Regions from separate parts of the Gossypium hirsutum genome. Here regions 1, 2 and 3 are each linked to region 4. The links are chromatin contacts, called in public Hi-C maps. All regions are on one chromosome and are shown on one strand. The core of a region is the stretch at or near the end of the contact, and the rest is flanking DNA. Distances in the headings are between cores, read along the strand shown. Region 1 has its middle 5.4 kb from the start of LOC107954655. Region 2 holds the start of LOC107954724 (60S ribosomal protein L5). Region 3 holds the start of LOC107954723 (mediator of RNA polymerase II transcription subunit 19a). Region 4 holds the start of LOC107954695.

Region 1 (4,123 bases), core at 886-3,385, 300 kb before region 4:
TGTACCACCAAGTTTGAATAATATTTGTACTATTGATTGGAGATTGAGTTATTTATTTATAAACACACAAGTCAATAATGATTTTCACGTAATGTAACCGCTTTGGGTTTTGTTTTTTGTTTCATTCCAGTAAGATGAGTATCCAATTTCTTTTTAATCCCAAATTATTAAAATACTAAAAAAATGCTGTTTTTATTTTGCTTCACACTCAATCTGGATTATCCATCTTTTATTTTATAATTTCACAAAACTTTTAATTTTATATATTTTTTCTTTCATTTAAGGGTAATTATACTGTTACTCGTAAATTTTCATTTTGGTCACTTAACTAAAACAAGTTACAATTTGATTACTAAATTATTTTAAAATTTTCGTCCAAATCAATGAACTATTCAAAAGTTTTTATTTAAGTCACTATGCTATTAATTTTTTTTTCTTTTAAAAAAAGTTCTGTCAGCGAGTTCTATGTAATGATTTGATAATTAATACAGTGGATTAGTACCCATCGATAAGTAGAAGAACATAGCTTAGATATAAGTCGATTTGACAGCTAGTGTTAGAGATTAAAGAAAAAAACAGTTTGAATTTCGGTTGAGAGATTTATGATATCTAAAGTTGTTTATTGAAAAAAAATTAAACTATAGAAGGGAAGGGTAAAAAAAGCTATTGATTGGTGTAAGTAGTGTGAACAGAGAAAAATAGATAGCATCAATTTTAAGAATCTTATAACTTAAATAAAAAATTTTAAATAGTTCAATGGCTAAAATAAAAATGAATAAATAAAAGAAAAGAAAATAGAAAGAAAAAGGAGTCAAAGGTTCCATAAAATACAGCTATGGGTTTATTTCTTTATTCCCCATAATTTGTCTTGTATTGTTTCGAGATACGATGCCCTGTTTTGTTTTGCAGAAGGGAAGATTTCAAACAACATTCCTATTCATCTTTTCAGGGCTGGTATATACTGTTAAATCTGCCATCACCTTTTTTGCTTGTCCCATTCCCCAGATTTTCGCACATATAATGGAATCAAGGCCTAGATTATTTACATGTGAATGAATAGGGAAAGAAAGACATTAGGCTGTTTAACATTCATTTCAGCTTGCTAATCATGAATGCTTGGATCCCAAGAAAGGCACTTCATCTTTAATTATTTAGTCAACCACTTTCATCTCCTGTGTTGCCAAAACTTGAATTGGCGAATGCTTAAATATCATTCCGATGGCTTTACAAAAAATGATATAGAAAATTAAATCTAATTATTGAAGAAAGTTTTTTTTTCGTTACCACAAATGTATAATTGAATACTATTTAAAATCAAATATCCATCCCTTCTAAATTAAAATTTTATTGTATTTTAACTTTTTTTAATTCCGAAATAAAAATACTTTTTGGTTGGATTTGAATAATTGTTTAACTTATAAACTAGAAGGTTAATGTAAAAGAGTTTTGATATTTATGTTTTTTTTTTCATTTTGGTATTTTAATTTAGTAATTAGGTCTATTTTAGTCATTCAATTTAGAAAATAAAAAAATGATGATATTATCTGATTTTTAAAAAAAAAAAATTCAAGTGATAGTGTGGCACAATGTAAAAAAAGAATTATGCCATCAAATATTGATTAAATCTAAATTCAGAGATCTCAATTACTGGAGGCGAACATGTCCCTCCTTCCAAAAAATGAAAGGATTATAATATAGTTCCCTCTTAAGTGATTAAATTAAAACTTGATATATATATTGTACAATTATAGTTTGCCCCCAAAAATTAAAAAAAAATGTTTAGCCCCTCAAAAATGATAAAATTAATACATGATTAAATTATATTTTGGTTTCTCAAAAATTTAAAATATAATTTTGGTCTCCAATCAAAAATATTTCTCAAATTGAGAAAAAAAATGGCCTAAATTTCCTGCTTTTAGTTGCCAAATTCAGGCATTAAAATGGAAAAAAGAAAGTATAGGTATTAAATTGAACTTTAAGAAAAAAACTTAAGCCATGGAAAGTCTAACCGAACCAAACATATTACTATCCGAATTAACACGTAAATCAAATTGAATAAAAGATGAAACACGGTTCCAATTGATCTTCTTACGATTCTCAGTTCCACTTTTAGGACGGCTCAAAACTCCATCGTTTTGCTAGTGGCCATGAAAAGAAATAGTGGGCAAATCTGCCTTTAGGCCCAAACAGGATCTATCTCAGTCCACTTATTTGGGTCAAACTCTAGATCTTTTACCTGTTTTAAAATCTAACAATAAGAATTTTATTCTAAAGCTTAAATTATGCTATTAGTCCTTGTATTTTGTAAAAGTTGTTGATTTAATTTCTATATTTTTAGTTGGTCTTTTTAGTCCCTATACTTTTCAAATTTTAAAATTTCAGTCCCCAGCAAATAATAACTTTAAATTTATTAAGTAAAGTTATGTTTATTTTCAAATCTGATGTGACGAATATATTATCATATGTGTAATGTCATGTTAGCATATTATTTCTACATATTACTCACTAAAAGTCCAGTTAATGGATTAATGATTGTCATTTGTGTCAAGGCTCAAATTTCAAAATTCGAAAAGTATAGGAACTTAGAATGATCTAATTGAAGAAAATGAACTAAATCTACAACTGTACATGCAGTACAAGACTAGTAATTGAATTTAACGAAACGAATTTAATTTTTACTCTTTGGGTCAGGACTAAAAGTGACCAATTCGAAAAGTAAATGGACTAAAATTGATCAAATAAAAGTATAAGGACTAAATCCACAACTTTTGCAAAGTATAGTAACTGATATCAAAATTTAACCTATTCTAAAATAATCTAATAAAAGTGAAAAATAAAGAGAAAATATCAAGAGAGATAAAATATCTAATCAAATAGAAAAGCAAAATAGAGAACTTATAACACTCCATACCCAACTCGATCGCCGAATTCGAACTACGGGATGCCACATTGGTTGTTGGAGCAACTACGATTCAATTTGCCCTTTTATATATGCTATTAACAATTTTAATTAATCTCAATATGATTTTCTATCATTTTCAAGTCTTACACAAGCTTACAAAAGCTCTTTTGCTAACCCGATGTCGAATTAAGACCAAATTGTAAAGTTTGTAAAATATCAGGTTGACGTTGTGGCTTCGACAGTTCCTCGTCGCAACGTAACTCACTGGTGATTTCTTGTCATGATGAAAAGAGCTCAACGTCACGACATGACCGCTTGTTTCAAAATGGTTCAAATGGTACCAAATTGCATCACCTATATAAACAAACCAATACCACAATTGTACCATTTCAGTAAAGAATACCATTCCCAAATACTTAATTCTAGCCTTTAGTATCATCTATACATATACATTACACAAATTCATTATCCCAACTTTAATACATATGACAATTTCCACATGTCAAATCATTTAAACCATTTCCATCCACGTATATCAATTTCATATAAGTATAAACTACATTGCACTAAAATTAAACTACATTGCCAATCATGAATTCAATTTGACCATATCAATATAAAACTGACTCTGAAACCTAGGTACATGCCATATATCAAAATTAAAAAGGGGCTGTACAAATATTACTGAGTCTGAGGTTACAAATTGGATGCTGAGTTACTTATCGAGACCTCACAATCCACCTTTACATGTGCACGGAATAAAAAAACCGTACATTGAGCGATAAAACTCAGTGGTACTTTCATGATTCAAGTCAAAGTTATAATAGCAAAAGCACACAATAAAATTCAAATCTAATGTCTAACTCATTCACATATACCAATTATGCCAATAGTTTGCATTCATATATGACATGAATATATATAGCAATTTGCATACTAATTCACAAAAATTTTTGCACATAACTTACCATGTCTTAACATTCAACATTAGGATACCAATTCTTTCATTTGTAGCATACCCAATTGAAACATATTCTCATTGACAAATTCATATGATTGTGTCATACCATACTTTTTAGTACTTACCATACCATTTTCCATTCATTTCATATCATACTTATTCAATTCATATTTCATCTATAAGCATATACCTATACATAGTTATTCATTCAATTGAATACTTAATCTCATTATACCAATTTAATCACTTTCAAGCTTAAT
Region 2 (4,224 bases), core at 1,307-3,806, 460 kb after region 4:
CAAAGCCAGTTTAGTGGCAAGAAGTTATATACCTCTTGTGTTCCTTGGGAGGTGGCTTCTCAGATTTCTTGGCTTCTGGATTTGCACGAATAGCAGCATGAACCTTTTTGTAAACTCCCTCCAAGTTGTCTGCCTCAATGCCCCTCTTTATGTACTCACTGAAGTGAGACTGATACTTCTCTGGCTCATCTTCCATCAAAGTCTGTCAACTTGACAAAATGAGACTTTCACACAGATACAACATAAAACATTGTCAAATTAACACCCCAAAACCCAACCGCCCAAAGAGGAGAGATTCAACACCATTATTACTTTCCTCTAACTACTTAAAATTCTTAAATCTTACCCTCATGTATGATGCAACATGGCCACCATAAATGTATTTGCGATGAACTTCAGGATCAAGTTGCTTACTGTCCTTGTTAAATCCAGCAAACCTCTTCTCACTATGAGGAATATCAATTCCTCCATCCAAAGCTCCCTAAAAGGAAATGCAAAGAATAAATACATGCCAAAGTTAAATATAGAGATGGTATAGGTGGAAATTTTAAAAGCCAAACAATAACTAGGAGTGGCTTTCTTCAGCTGGAAACAGGCAGCAAAGCCATTGATTTAGAAAGAAAAACTAAAAGAATCCTTGCAGCACAAAAACGAGAACAACATTTCATATGAGCTCCACTATGCACAAAACTACTCACTACCAGAATTTAACAACCTAACCTCAAGACAAGACCATGCTTTATGCACATAAAATAGAAAAAACAATGAACAAAGTTAGATTCACGACATTTATATCATATAGAAAGGGATTCCAATATACCTTGAGCACACCAAAAACACGATTACCAGTGGTTGTTCTGACAAGACCAACATCTAGGAGAGATCGGAAAGGCCTCCTGCTCTCTCCTGGTTCAACACTGTAGTCCTCCCCAGTTGCCTGTAAGCAAGTGCCAATCATAATTTCGACATACTTATTATCCCTCTGAAAAAAAAATGTATATCTTCACACCTCAGAAACCATGGCAAATGCATACCTCAACATTGCCCTCATATTCAGCATCCATCTCCAGCTGCTTCAGTGTTCGGCGAGCCAAAAGGAGTCCAACACAATAAGCTGTGTCCAAAATGTCATTAAGATAATATCCTCAAACAGAAGAAAAAGATCACCTTAACATCTAGTAAAGTAAATCCCACCTGCTGCATAATTTGTAAGGCCAACTTCAAGTCCATAGTGAGGAAGCTCATGTCCATAAGCTGCTGCAAGAACTATATCACCAGAAATACTAGCATGTATGATTTGTGCAATTATATCCTTGTTGGTCTAATAAATATGTTAAGGTTAAAGTATCAACTAGAAACCCATAAAAGAACAAATAATCACATTTTGAATTAACCAAGGTATTTCAGCACATTCAGCAGCCTATATGTCTAAACAGTATACCCTCAACCCAAACAGAAATTATTCACTATAAATAACATAAACAAGTGCTGCTTGGGATAGACAATGCAAACAAAATGATGAGGGAAAAAATAAGTCAGAAATAGGATACAAATCGTGCAACCAAACGATATTTTGGGGTGTTGTATTTGTTCTTGTCCTGATTAATAAGACGATTCCTGGCCCGATAATCCGTCTTGCCCTCTACAAGATTAAAACAATTATTACAACATCAAAACAGTAAGTGTGATCCTATACAGATATAGGCCTAATTATAGTACCTCGCCTTCTCTTGAACTTAACTTGATATCTCTTGAAATAAGCCTTGGTCTTTTGAGCTTTAACGAAAGGCTGTAGCATAAAACTAACAAACTCAGTAAACGAAGAAAGCATATATAATAAAGAAAGAAAATAATTGGTAGTAATCTAAGACAATATTTCCTTCCACAAACACATGTTTAATATATTTTACGAATGTGAAAAACTAAAACAAGACTAACAACCAAATATTACCTAAATTTATTCAATAAAAGGAACTTACAACCTTAAGCCTTTTAACTTCTCGCTGCTGACTTTGAATCTCAGGACAGCTTATCAGCGAGAAGGAAAATGAAATAAAAGTAGAAAAAAATAATGCAAATGAAATTTGAAATTAGTTAAACTCCATAAAACCTTCGAGTTTACAGCGAAATATCAAAACTGCTTAATATACACTTAAACTACAAAGAACCTTCGAGTTAACAGCAGAAAATCAGATACTGCTTAAAACACACTTGATTCTGTTACAGGCAACAAAACAACAGATTTTATAATTGATTCTATTGATCCTTTTCTCGAACAAAATTGTGCAAAGATCTGACATTATAAACTGGAGATAAATAACATATACAATGAGATCTAGAATGCAAAATGCGAAGCTAAACTATGGTGTTAATTAGAAGAAAAAAAACAAAAACGGAAAACGATTGTGAAGAGAGTATTACCATGGCTTTCACCCTGGTTTTTTTAAGCGGCCGAGTCTTGTGGCTCTGCCAAGAGAGAAGGTGTTATATTTCTAAAACCCTAGCGAGACTTTATATCGGTAAATCAACGGCCACGATTGATTTTCTTGGTTTTTTTTTATTATTGACCCACGTTAGGTTTAATGGCTTTTATATTGTTTAAATTACATTCTTATCTTTAAAAAGTTATGATATGATCTTAATATTATTAATTTATCATTTTTTATTACCGAGTCTGTTAATTATATAATGCAAACTGATATAATTATTTCAAATAAAATTTTTTAATACTTTTCGAAAACAAATTTTTTTTTAAAAAAATTCCCTTTATTTTCCCCTCTCTTTCTTCTCTTTTCTTTCACTTTTTCATAACCCTACTCATATTTAGATTTAAAAAAAAAATTACAATGGAATGATTGTTTATTTGTCTATCATTATTATAAACTATTGATTAAGTTGGTATCACGGGTTAATTAAATATTAATTCAGTTGAGAAAAGATAAAAGAATACTCTCACTTTATAAAGTAATTTGTATTATTTTAAGAGTGTTTTTGTTAAATTATATCTTTCATACAAAAAATATATCCACATAATAAAATTTGAACTCATACTTCCTTAGTTTTCCACATTTATATATCATAACTCAACCAAAGTCTCATTTATTATTTATATTAATATTTTATAAATATAGTCAACCTTCTCTATAATATCTACTCGCTAAAATAGCATTTCAGCATTTCATTATCACATAGGGCGAAGCCAGAAAATTTTTTTAGGAGATGAAATTAAATTATAAATTTTACAATAGTAAAAATGTAATTTCACCAATTAAATATACTATATTTTTATAACTTTTAATGGATTAAATCAAAATTCTAAAAACTTTAAAGGGCATAAATAGAATATTTTCCATTTTAGGAGGATCGGGGCACCTGCCAACCCCTTAGATACGCCACTGCTATCAAAACCAAATTTTAGTAGAATTAATTTTTTATATTTTATTTTAACTCTCTATAACAATTTTCACTCATAACAATAACATTCATTGTTATAAAGTACACTTTTTATTAAATTAATTCTCTATAATAACATATTGTCTAAATTTTTAAGTAAAATTATAACTATTTCATATAAGCAAGCTTATTAATTATCATTTATTAAATAAATATGATCTTAATTAATATATTATTTCTATAAAATGATTAAATTTCATGTGAGAAAAATCTATTAATCTTATCTTATTAAATGAAAAATAATTTTCAAATGAGTAGAATTAAAGATATCAATTTAATAAACTATTAAGTTCTTTAATTAAATATTCTCTATGAATTTGGAACATCATAAATTTATAAATTGATTACTTGAATTTAGCGACTCGTGATTAATTAATTAATTAAATTTGATAACTCATATTGATTAATTAAACTTGTTAGATTTATAAACTTTATAATTAACCATGTGGAAGAATGTAAAACAAGAATATGCATAAAAACAACAATGCATGCACCTGTTATAAGTCTTGTAATTTTGTTGATTTGATTCTCACTTTCATTATTTTTTGAACATAATTCTTACTTTCTTTACTTAATGGAAATTCACAATATGAATTCTATGTCAAGTTTACAATGATAATCTCCCTATAACAACATGCTATTATAGGTGTATAATAACCATCTCTCTATAACAGACAAAATCTGTGTAGACAAATGAGATTGTTATAGAGAGGGTTGACTGTATATTTGTTACATAATTTTGTAGTTTTTTGACACTAGGATATCCATCAC
Region 3 (4,596 bases), core at 1,084-3,583, 420 kb after region 4:
CTCATTCAGATCTAACGGAGGATAACTGTTAATACTTTCTTAACATGCACTTCTGATTAGCAATATGGTAGGTTAAACTTAGAAGTAAAAAAGGTACAATAATCAAGATATGAATGATACAACTCAAAAGAGTGATATAATATAGAAAACTGATAGCAGATCCAAAGCCTATCTCAACCAAACAAATGAAATGAAAACTTCAAAATACAGTAATAACCAAGATTAAAAATTTATAGTACCTCCTCCAAATTTATTGCCTCCAGCATCCATGAGTTAATGGTTCATGAAACGTGTAATGTCACCAACTGCAATTTCCTAGCCAAAGTCACGAAAATCCATGAAAATCATGTAAAACATCTGTACGGGTAAAAATTGATTCAAGTAGAACTTTGGTAAGTTAAACACGAAATTGTCACATGATGTAGAGACACCAACACTCATATTTTCTAACCAAAACTACATACAACTTACAAGCCTATAATGAGCACATTTTCTTTTTCAATTTGTTCCCCTTTATAGCATGTGAGTGGAACTAGCAACTTACAATTTTAAGTTCTACGGCCAACTATCACATCAAATATATGACTTTTCCAATTTAGCAAATGATTTCTTTACCATCATATTCTTACAACTTTTTTTCTTTACATCAAAATAATAATATTAGCACCAAACAATAAAATGATTTCGTTACAACATATATGTCATATATGTCACCCTCAATCGTCATTTTCTTCAATCATTACTGATCTAGGGGAACCCATTGAGGAGAAGAACACACAGCCAAAGTTTGGTTCAAAATGTGACAAGTAGATTAAAGAGCTCTGGATTCATATAAAGCTTGCAAGATGCCTGGATCAAGATTACTTGCTTCAAATTCAGTGTTGACAAGGGCTCAAGGTGCGCTCTTTCCTTGCTTCAGAAAACTAGCGACTTCTGAAGCAAGGAAAGAGATTCATAGCCCCTTTCACCCTCCTCAAATGTCAATAATTTAATAGTTGACATATTGCACAGTTGAGCAAATTATATGTCTAGCAAAACTGATAAAAGCCAACTTGGTAACCAGATTACCCTTTCATTTCAGAACAAAAAGAAAAATGGTTGCTGAACCTGGATTAATTATTTAGGTTAATAGCAAAGCACCTAGAGCCACAGGTAGAAATCTAAACACAGGTTTGAGGGTGGTGGTAGTAGTATGTAACTAACCCATTCTTCACCCGATTAAAATTTATAAGAACTTCGTATGAATTTCCAAAGCAAGCCAACTAATAGAATATTTAAATTTAAAAATAAATACTAAATTCTATGTTAATGGTAAGCTACAAAAGTTTACAAGCGACACCATGACGTTTTCATTGCACTGAAAATTTGAAATTAGCTCATATGGAATACTTTATCTCCACATAGTTTCAAGTTATAAAAGATTTAGTTAGTCAGGGCATCTCTAGTTTTGCTACTAAAATTTGCTTTAAACACTAAAAGCCAGAACCTTCACACATGCTTCTTCGTCTTATCTAACCGGATAATATTCTACACGTAGCAAACGCCAAAACCACATACTCAAATTACATCTTTTTTCATAATTTTCATCTAATTTTTCTCCGCAGAATCGTCAAATTTGAATGAATTCCCAATAAAATTGAAAAATAAACATAGAGGACAATGTCCGAACAAATTACTAATTACATAAAGAAAAAAAGGATTAGGGGGGAAACCATCATAATTCATCATTTAAGAAAAACTTCAATTAAGAAAAACAAGAAACATAAAAAGAAACCAAGAAATACCTCAAACATGGACTCGGGCAAAGTCGCCGAGGAACATTTTTCAGATCGCGAGAAAAAGCAAAGCAAAAAAGAAAATTTCAAGCTCCTCTCTTCCTCAGATAAATTCGGTCCTGACGCTTCAATGCAAGTAAAAGAAAACCTACGAAAAAATATTTTTAAAAAAACATCAAAGGAAAAAACAAAAACCGCGCAAAATTTTGAAAGAAATAAAAAATAAAAGAAGGGGAAACGGTGGAGAAATTGACCAGTGAAAATAAAAGAGAGCGAATTGAAGAGGGAGTGAAGCCGGGTAGAATGGGTAAGATCTTATGAAGTTGGAGAGCTTTCAGGAGCAGGCAATGGAAGCAATTAAGTCCCTACTTTTTTAGGGTTTGAAAAGGGACGAACCACCAACACTATACGAGTTTTTTCCTTTCTTTTCCTGGCCAAATCCTCGGGTCCGTAGCTTCTCCGGCTTATTTATTTACTTATTATTTTTATTATTTTTGGGGGTCACAGAGTCAAAAACCTTCGTAGTGGGAGTTTTAGCTCGTATTTTCTTTCCCGATGCACCGGTTTAATATGTATAAAATTATTAATACATTTAAAATTTTGATAAAATAATTAATCAGTAATTAGAATCATATGAAATAAACTTGAAAATTTAAATTCAAACATAAATAAAAATAAATATAGATAAACATAAATAAATTCAAATAAATAAAATAGGAAGTATCAAATTAAATTAATAAGGATTAAATTGAAATGAATGGAGGACTAAATCGTAAGACTATCAAATTATGAAAAGCCTAAACAAAATTAACTTATGACCTAAAAAATCTAGGGTAAACTATACTTAAGGTCACTAAACTATGGCATAATGACTTATTTGGTCTCCAACTTTTAAAAAGAAGCCATTTTAGCCTCTTTTGGCCATTAAACTTGCGATGTTTGACAAATCACTCCAAAATTGATGAAAATGTTAAAATTTGTTAACCTTACTAACGTGGCATACACGAGGATTGCCACATGCATGTTGTGTTAGCAATTAATTAATTTTTAAATATAAAAATTTTTAAAAAAAACTATTAAAAAGTATAGAATTATAAAAAAATCATTTTTCAGATTTTTTAAAATTTATTAATTACTTATGAGGCATACACATTAACTTTCATGCAAATGTCACATAAGTAAAGTTAAGAGACATTAATTTTTTTCATCCGTTTTGGGATGATTTGACAAACAATGCAAGTTTAAGGGTTAAAAAAGGCGAAAAATTAAATGAAAGGCTAAAATAATTTTTTTTGTAAAGTTGGAGGGCCAAATAAGTCATTATGCCCTAAACTATTAGTAAATTTACATTTTGGTCACTCAAGTTCAAAAAGTTAAAAAATGGTCACTAAACTATTTAAAAGTTTTCATTTAAATCACAAGGATGTTAAAATCGGTGTTGTATGGCCTTATATGTTCACACCGCCTTTACCAATTGAAAGTTTTCCCTCCTCTTCTCTTTTACAATTTAGCTTTTTTTATGAAACAACTTTAAACGTTAGGAATCTACAAACTAAAATCCAAATAGCTTTTTTCTTCGATCTTCAACACTGGCCATCAGATTGACTTAGATCATCAATATGTTCTCTGACTCATTAATGGGTGCTAATCCATAATACTAATAGTCAAATCGTCTATTAGAGCTTGCTAGTCAGACTTTAAAAAAACAAGTTAACAATTCAGTGACTTAACTAAATTTTTTTAATAATTTAGTGACCATTTTATAACTTTTTGAAATTAAATGATCAAAATGTAAACTTACTAATAGTTTTACCCAAAAATCTAATATTCCCACCCATGTGATTGGTTAGATTATGGCGCAAACTCCGACCCCCCCTTCTCTAGTGCAAATTATTATATTATTTAATTTTAAATTCATTTAATAATATTTCATTTAGTTAATTCTTTTAACATTTTATTCTTGATTTTCAAAAAAAAATTATTCTTATTTTTTCATTGGCATAATTGCATAAAATACCCTCAATGTTTAAGAATTTTTGATTTTGTGCCATTGACTTTTTTTTATTTACATCTCAACATTATGATTTTTTCAGAAATCAACTTAATTTATATTAATAAACTGAGTTAACCGTAAGTCATATGTGACATCATAGATAACATGATCTTTTCTTTTCTTTTTTTCATTTTGTTCCATTTCTTTTTTCTTCTCCCTTCCTCTTTTCCCATTACTGCTGCAACACAAAAAAAAAATTACTATTTTTCTCCACCATTGTTGTTGTTGTGTCCTCCGTTGCTGCCACTTCCACAACCACCCCACCCCTCTTCCACCTGGGTTTCGACCTCCACCACCTCCACCCCAAATGATTCATTCTAATTTTCTTCTTCCACCCGGGTCTTTGTCAGCCATGAATTTATTCTTTCTTGCACAGTATCTACAGATTAATGTATGTTATTAGGACAATGAAATTATTTTTAAAAAACCCAACAATTTTATTGATTATTATAATAGCCAATCAGAGATAACAGAATAGCAAAAATGAATAAGCTGACAATATATATTCATGCTGGTGTCAATTTCATTGAACTTCCTTCTATCCTTCTGAGCCCCCACAAGCTTGAACCTCAACTTTTTCTTTGAAGGTGAGTTTCTTGAGAAATATCCAAACTTGAAAACTTTTTCATGGCTGGAAATCAGATAATTCAACCTAAAATTCGATGCTTTTAACTAAGTAACCTGCAACTAGTAGCCATTTTTTGGGGCGGGATTTCAAGATTTAAGAATTGAATTCATAAGTCGAATCCTAATGAAGCAAAGTAGTCA
Region 4 (4,187 bases), core at 1,156-3,655:
AAAAGTAACCATCTAACCTATCTTCTCTCCTCTTTCTTTTCTCCCATAGGAAACACACTTAAAATTTAAGGTAAATTTCATTTTAATTACTTAACTAAAAAAAGTTATAATTTGATCACTGAACTATTCAAAAATTTTTATTTAACTAAATTATTTAAAAGTTTTTATATAAGGCATTGGTTTGTTAACTTCTTTTTTTTTAAAAAAAAGTACCGCCAATGAGCTCCAAGCAACAATTTGATACTCGGTACGATGGATCAATATCCATCAATTAATTAAACATACCATTTATCCAAATCGATCTAACAGTTTGTGTTAAAGGTCGAAAAAGGAATTGTTTGAATTTCGATTTGAAGATTCTTAATATCCAAAGCCATTTCATGAAAATAAAAACATAAACCGTAGAAAAGATGGAGGAAAAAAACTTTTGATTGATGAAAACAATATAAACAAAAAGAAATATAATATCGAATTTAACAACTCAATAACTTTAATGAAAACTTTTAAATAATTTAATAAATAAATTATAATTTTTTAAATTAAAGTACCAAAACAAAAAACCTTCCACATAATTAATATAATTTATTCTAAAATTTATGGTATTTCTACTTTTGTATTTCTTCTTTCATCCTTGCACTTTGGAACTCAACCCTAAAGATTTAGGGTTGCTGTCGAATGCTTCTGCCCGGAGACAATCGATCATCAAGTCCATAGGACACCTAGAAATTCATATTATGCCCATATCTAACATAAGAACACCATATTGTAAATCAAGGGTAAACATTTCCCGGTAAACTAGAACTAAAATTCAAATTAATACTTGAACATATGTCCCCAACTCAACGAGAAGATAACAACACAATGTTGTTTCCAAAACTAAGATTAAACTTGATAATTACGGGCATCCTATTTTCTTTCATTCCATCAATGCAAGAAAGCATAAACAGCAGTGGAAATGTAAACCAAGAGAGCAGAAGAAACCAGAAGAACTAAAGCCGTGACTGAGTGAACCGCAGACTTACTCCCACAAGACAACATCCCCAATCGGATCTCGATCACATTCACCATCGAAAGCATCAAAAACAAGCACCCCATAACCGACCCCACCGCCGACCCCATCATCCCCAACCTCAGAACTTTAAGGTTAATGTGGGCCCTGATAGCTTCGTCCACGTCTTTGCTGTTCAACAAGTTGATGGCAAGCTTCAAACCCTGAGCTACCAGGGACGAGAATAGGAAGAAACTGAAGGAGACTACCTCGAAAACCAAGAGCTTTTTCGCAAAGTCGATGCCGGCGTCGCAGGGGGCTCGATTCTCGAGGCTATGTTGGCCTGGCGTGGTTAAAGAAAGGCCCACGAAGACGGCGATGGTGAAGAGGGAGTTGACGTTTACCAGGCCGTCCAAGGCCGTGACGTGAACTCTTGTTGTGGATGAAGAAGAAGACGATGTGGAAGTCAGTCTTCTTGGGTCCTGCTCAGATCTGAGAAACAGATGAATTTACAGTGTGAAAGTGAGATTTTGAAAGCAAAAAAAAAAGAAAAAAAAAAGAGAAAACAATTTCAATGAAAATGAAATTAAGGGAGGAAAAGGAAAAGGACTTTACTCATCCATTATTGAGTCTTTGAAAATCGGGATCTTGTTGCTGCTTGAAGGGTTTATGTTTCCTGGAAAAGGAGAAGTAAGGCAGCGCTTTCCTTTTAATCTTTTAGATTTTTTTTAAATTTTTCTAATTTGTTGGACTTCCTGATAGTCGATGAAGAGAATTGATAAAGTAAGTTTTAAACAATGGCTAAATCATTTATAAAAATAAAACAAAAAATCAATGTCTCTCAAGATACATAGGTTAGGACATGAATATAAAGTGGAATAACATTGAACCATCCAACTAATGCTTTCTTCTTTAGGTGTTGAACACATACGACCTTAGTGTGTATTTTCAACTGCCCTTTCTATCTTTCCTCTCGCCTCTCTCTTGATTTGGTAAGTCTTTTTTCCTTTTGCCTTCTTTGTCTTTCGGAAAAAAAACTTCGAGATCTCCCCTCTCCTCCTCAAGCTTTTGGCTACTAGAATGGTGGTGGTGTACCACCACATGATTTTTCCAAGTCTCTCTTGGAGATAGCTTATCTCCTTTTCTCTAGACGGGGCTCCTGGCCTCTCGATTTCTTCCGCTTCGTCAAGGTTCCTACGTTTGGTAGAGCACCGTATCCCAAAGGCTTCGGATCTCCTTAAGTCGGTGACTCCCAACAATGTCCATGGTGGTGACGCTGATTGTGGCACTCCGAAAATTTTGATATAATATGTGACATAATTCTGAGTTTGAATATCGAGAAAATTTTAAGAACAAGGTATGGAACAAATCAGATAAAAAAAATTTATGCAATAAATTTTATATTTGAAAATGAATACGTGAAAGCAGCTGTAAAGATGGGGCAAAATACTAAAAAAGCCAATTTTTTTTTAAATTAACCGAAATAAGCCCGGTATTTTTTTATTTATTGGAATGGGCCCTTTTCCCCTAAATCGCGTCCACGTAAGCGCGAAGTCAGGGGATATGTCAGCAAATCGCGTCCATGTCAGCGCGCTATGCTGACGTGGCAACAAAGTGCGTCCTTGAAAGCGCGATTTGTGTCCACGTCATCAAAGCGCGCTGACGTGGACGCGATTTGCTGCCACGTCGCGCGCACTTGGGGACGCGATTTCGCCGTGTTTCCCACATTAGGATTTTTAGGGTTTTTCAGATTTTTAGGGTTTTAGAGAGAAATTAATTAATTAATTAAAATTAAATTACGTTTTGTAATTAAAATTTATTAAATTTTAGGGTTTAGGGTTTCGTAATTAAGTTAATTAAAATTTATTCAAAATTGGATTACGTTTCGTGTTTATGGGTTTTTAAGATAAAATCAAAGCAAGATGATTTATCAGAAGGATTTTTGCAGTCGCGCCTACGTGTACGCGCTTTTGCTACATAGGTTCTGGAAAAATAATTTCCAGTTGACGTTTCTGAGCAAATAGTATAAAAAACGCTTCAAGCAGGATGCTATATGCAAAAAATTTGTGAAATCTTGCACTCCTGGATGCTATATGTGAAGAATTTGCGAAACCGTGCCCATGACTGCAGTAGTGACAGGAACCTCCGATTTTTGCTCTCCTCGGTCGCGTCGCCCCGGACATCTCCCGATATAATGTGGCCAAGACGGCAGACCCCCAACTCAATTCACCGACTGCTCTAAAATCAACGAGTTTCAGCAGCCATCTTAGATGTACGCGGCTCCGTGACAAGTTCGGCACCAGATAACCTCCAATTAACTGAAGAATGTATGCCCGAGCATATCGGATTCTTTCTATTTCAGTTGAATCTTCATCTGGATTCGAGAATGTGTCTCGCAACTAGCCCATCTCAATCTTACCTCCATCCATTTTCTTCGGAATAGCGCCTAGAAGCTCGTAGCACACCGCTGGCAAATCGCTAGATTGGGCAGACCCCGTGACTGGGTACCTATCCACCGACAATCCCAATTGCAAGCTGACGTCTTCCAAAGTGACAGTGCAGTCTCCACATGGAAGATGGAATGTGTGTGTCTCGGGTCTCCACCTCTCGATCAACGCACTGATTAGTTTCGGGTCCACCTTACATCCCCGGCCTACCATCGCCACGTGCCAAAAATCTGCTTCTCGCAGGTAGTTCTCTACTAACGGTGATGGAGGAGCATGCATATTTCGGATATTGTATTCCAATACCCGATCTACAGACTTTTATAACAAATAATAAATTAATAATTATCTAAAAATGCATAAATAAAAAAATCTTAAATAATATTTAAAAATTAAATTTAACACTTACCATCTTCATTTGTTCCACGGATATGTGGTGCTTATCAAGACGAGTCAATCCTCCGTCCATTACTGAAATCGTACAAATTTTTTCGGTTTAAAAATTAGGGATTTAAGAGTAATTTTTTTATTTAAAAAAATCAAAATTTTTTAAAATTATTTTAAAATAGGGATTTAAGAGAAATTTAAAAGGAAATTGAGAGCTAATTGAGATTAAATATGAATTTGAGAGAAATTTGGAAGGAAATTGAGAGGAAATTGAGAGGAAATTTGAGAGAGAATTTGTTTGTGAAAAAAAAGGGGTGGGGGAATTTATAGGTTTTTTTTTTACCGTTAGGGGGGAAACGGTCAAATTT

What was found. A called contact is a pair of places that touch in the nucleus more often than the background predicts.
Region 1: a Hi-C map of leaf shows a contact between it and region 4, with 1.6 times the contacts expected there. The contact joins the enhancer-like site here to the promoter of LOC107954695 in region 4. A contact is called at or near these places in 3 of 34 Hi-C or Micro-C datasets (callus and leaf).
Region 2: a Hi-C map of leaf shows a contact between it and region 4, with 2.3 times the contacts expected there. The contact joins the promoter of LOC107954724 here to the promoter of LOC107954695 in region 4. A contact is called at or near these places in 4 of 34 Hi-C or Micro-C datasets (leaf and petal).
Region 3: a Hi-C map of leaf shows a contact between it and region 4, with 2.3 times the contacts expected there. The contact joins the promoter of LOC107954723 here to the promoter of LOC107954695 in region 4. A contact is called at or near these places in 9 of 34 Hi-C or Micro-C datasets (callus, hypocotyl, leaf and 1 more).

What each region holds. Positions count from the first base shown.
Region 1 is chrD07:32,929,531-32,933,653 of Gossypium_hirsutum_v2.1, forward strand. No RefSeq gene overlaps it. Among protein-coding and RNA genes, the nearest start is that of LOC107954655, 5.4 kb to the right of the region's middle. Within about 2 kb of position 2,136, at least 1 of the 9 cell types and tissues checked has an H3K27ac peak or open chromatin away from gene starts, as enhancers often do. A contact at or near this core is called in leaf, where this site is marked.
Region 2 is chrD07:33,687,419-33,691,642 of Gossypium_hirsutum_v2.1, forward strand. It overlaps LOC107954724 (60S ribosomal protein L5), which reads right to left and starts at 2,557. Exons shown (of 9, transcript XM_016890373.2): 1 at 2,422-2,557; 2 at 1,720-1,789; 3 at 1,551-1,642; 4 at 1,195-1,321; 5 at 1,035-1,114; 6 at 821-937; 7 at 347-481; 8 at 33-202. The coding sequence starts at 2,424.
Region 3 is chrD07:33,647,147-33,651,742 of Gossypium_hirsutum_v2.1, forward strand. LOC107954723 (mediator of RNA polymerase II transcription subunit 19a) reads right to left here and starts at 2,334. Exons shown (of 7, transcript XM_016890371.2): 1 at 2,030-2,334; 2 at 1,785-1,923; 3 at 240-315. The coding sequence starts at 270.
Region 4 is chrD07:33,226,063-33,230,249 of Gossypium_hirsutum_v2.1, forward strand. It overlaps LOC107954695, which reads right to left and starts at 2,406. Exons shown (of 2, transcript XM_016890331.2): 1 at 1,604-2,406; 2 at 700-1,480. The coding sequence starts at 1,611. The coding sequence ends at 925.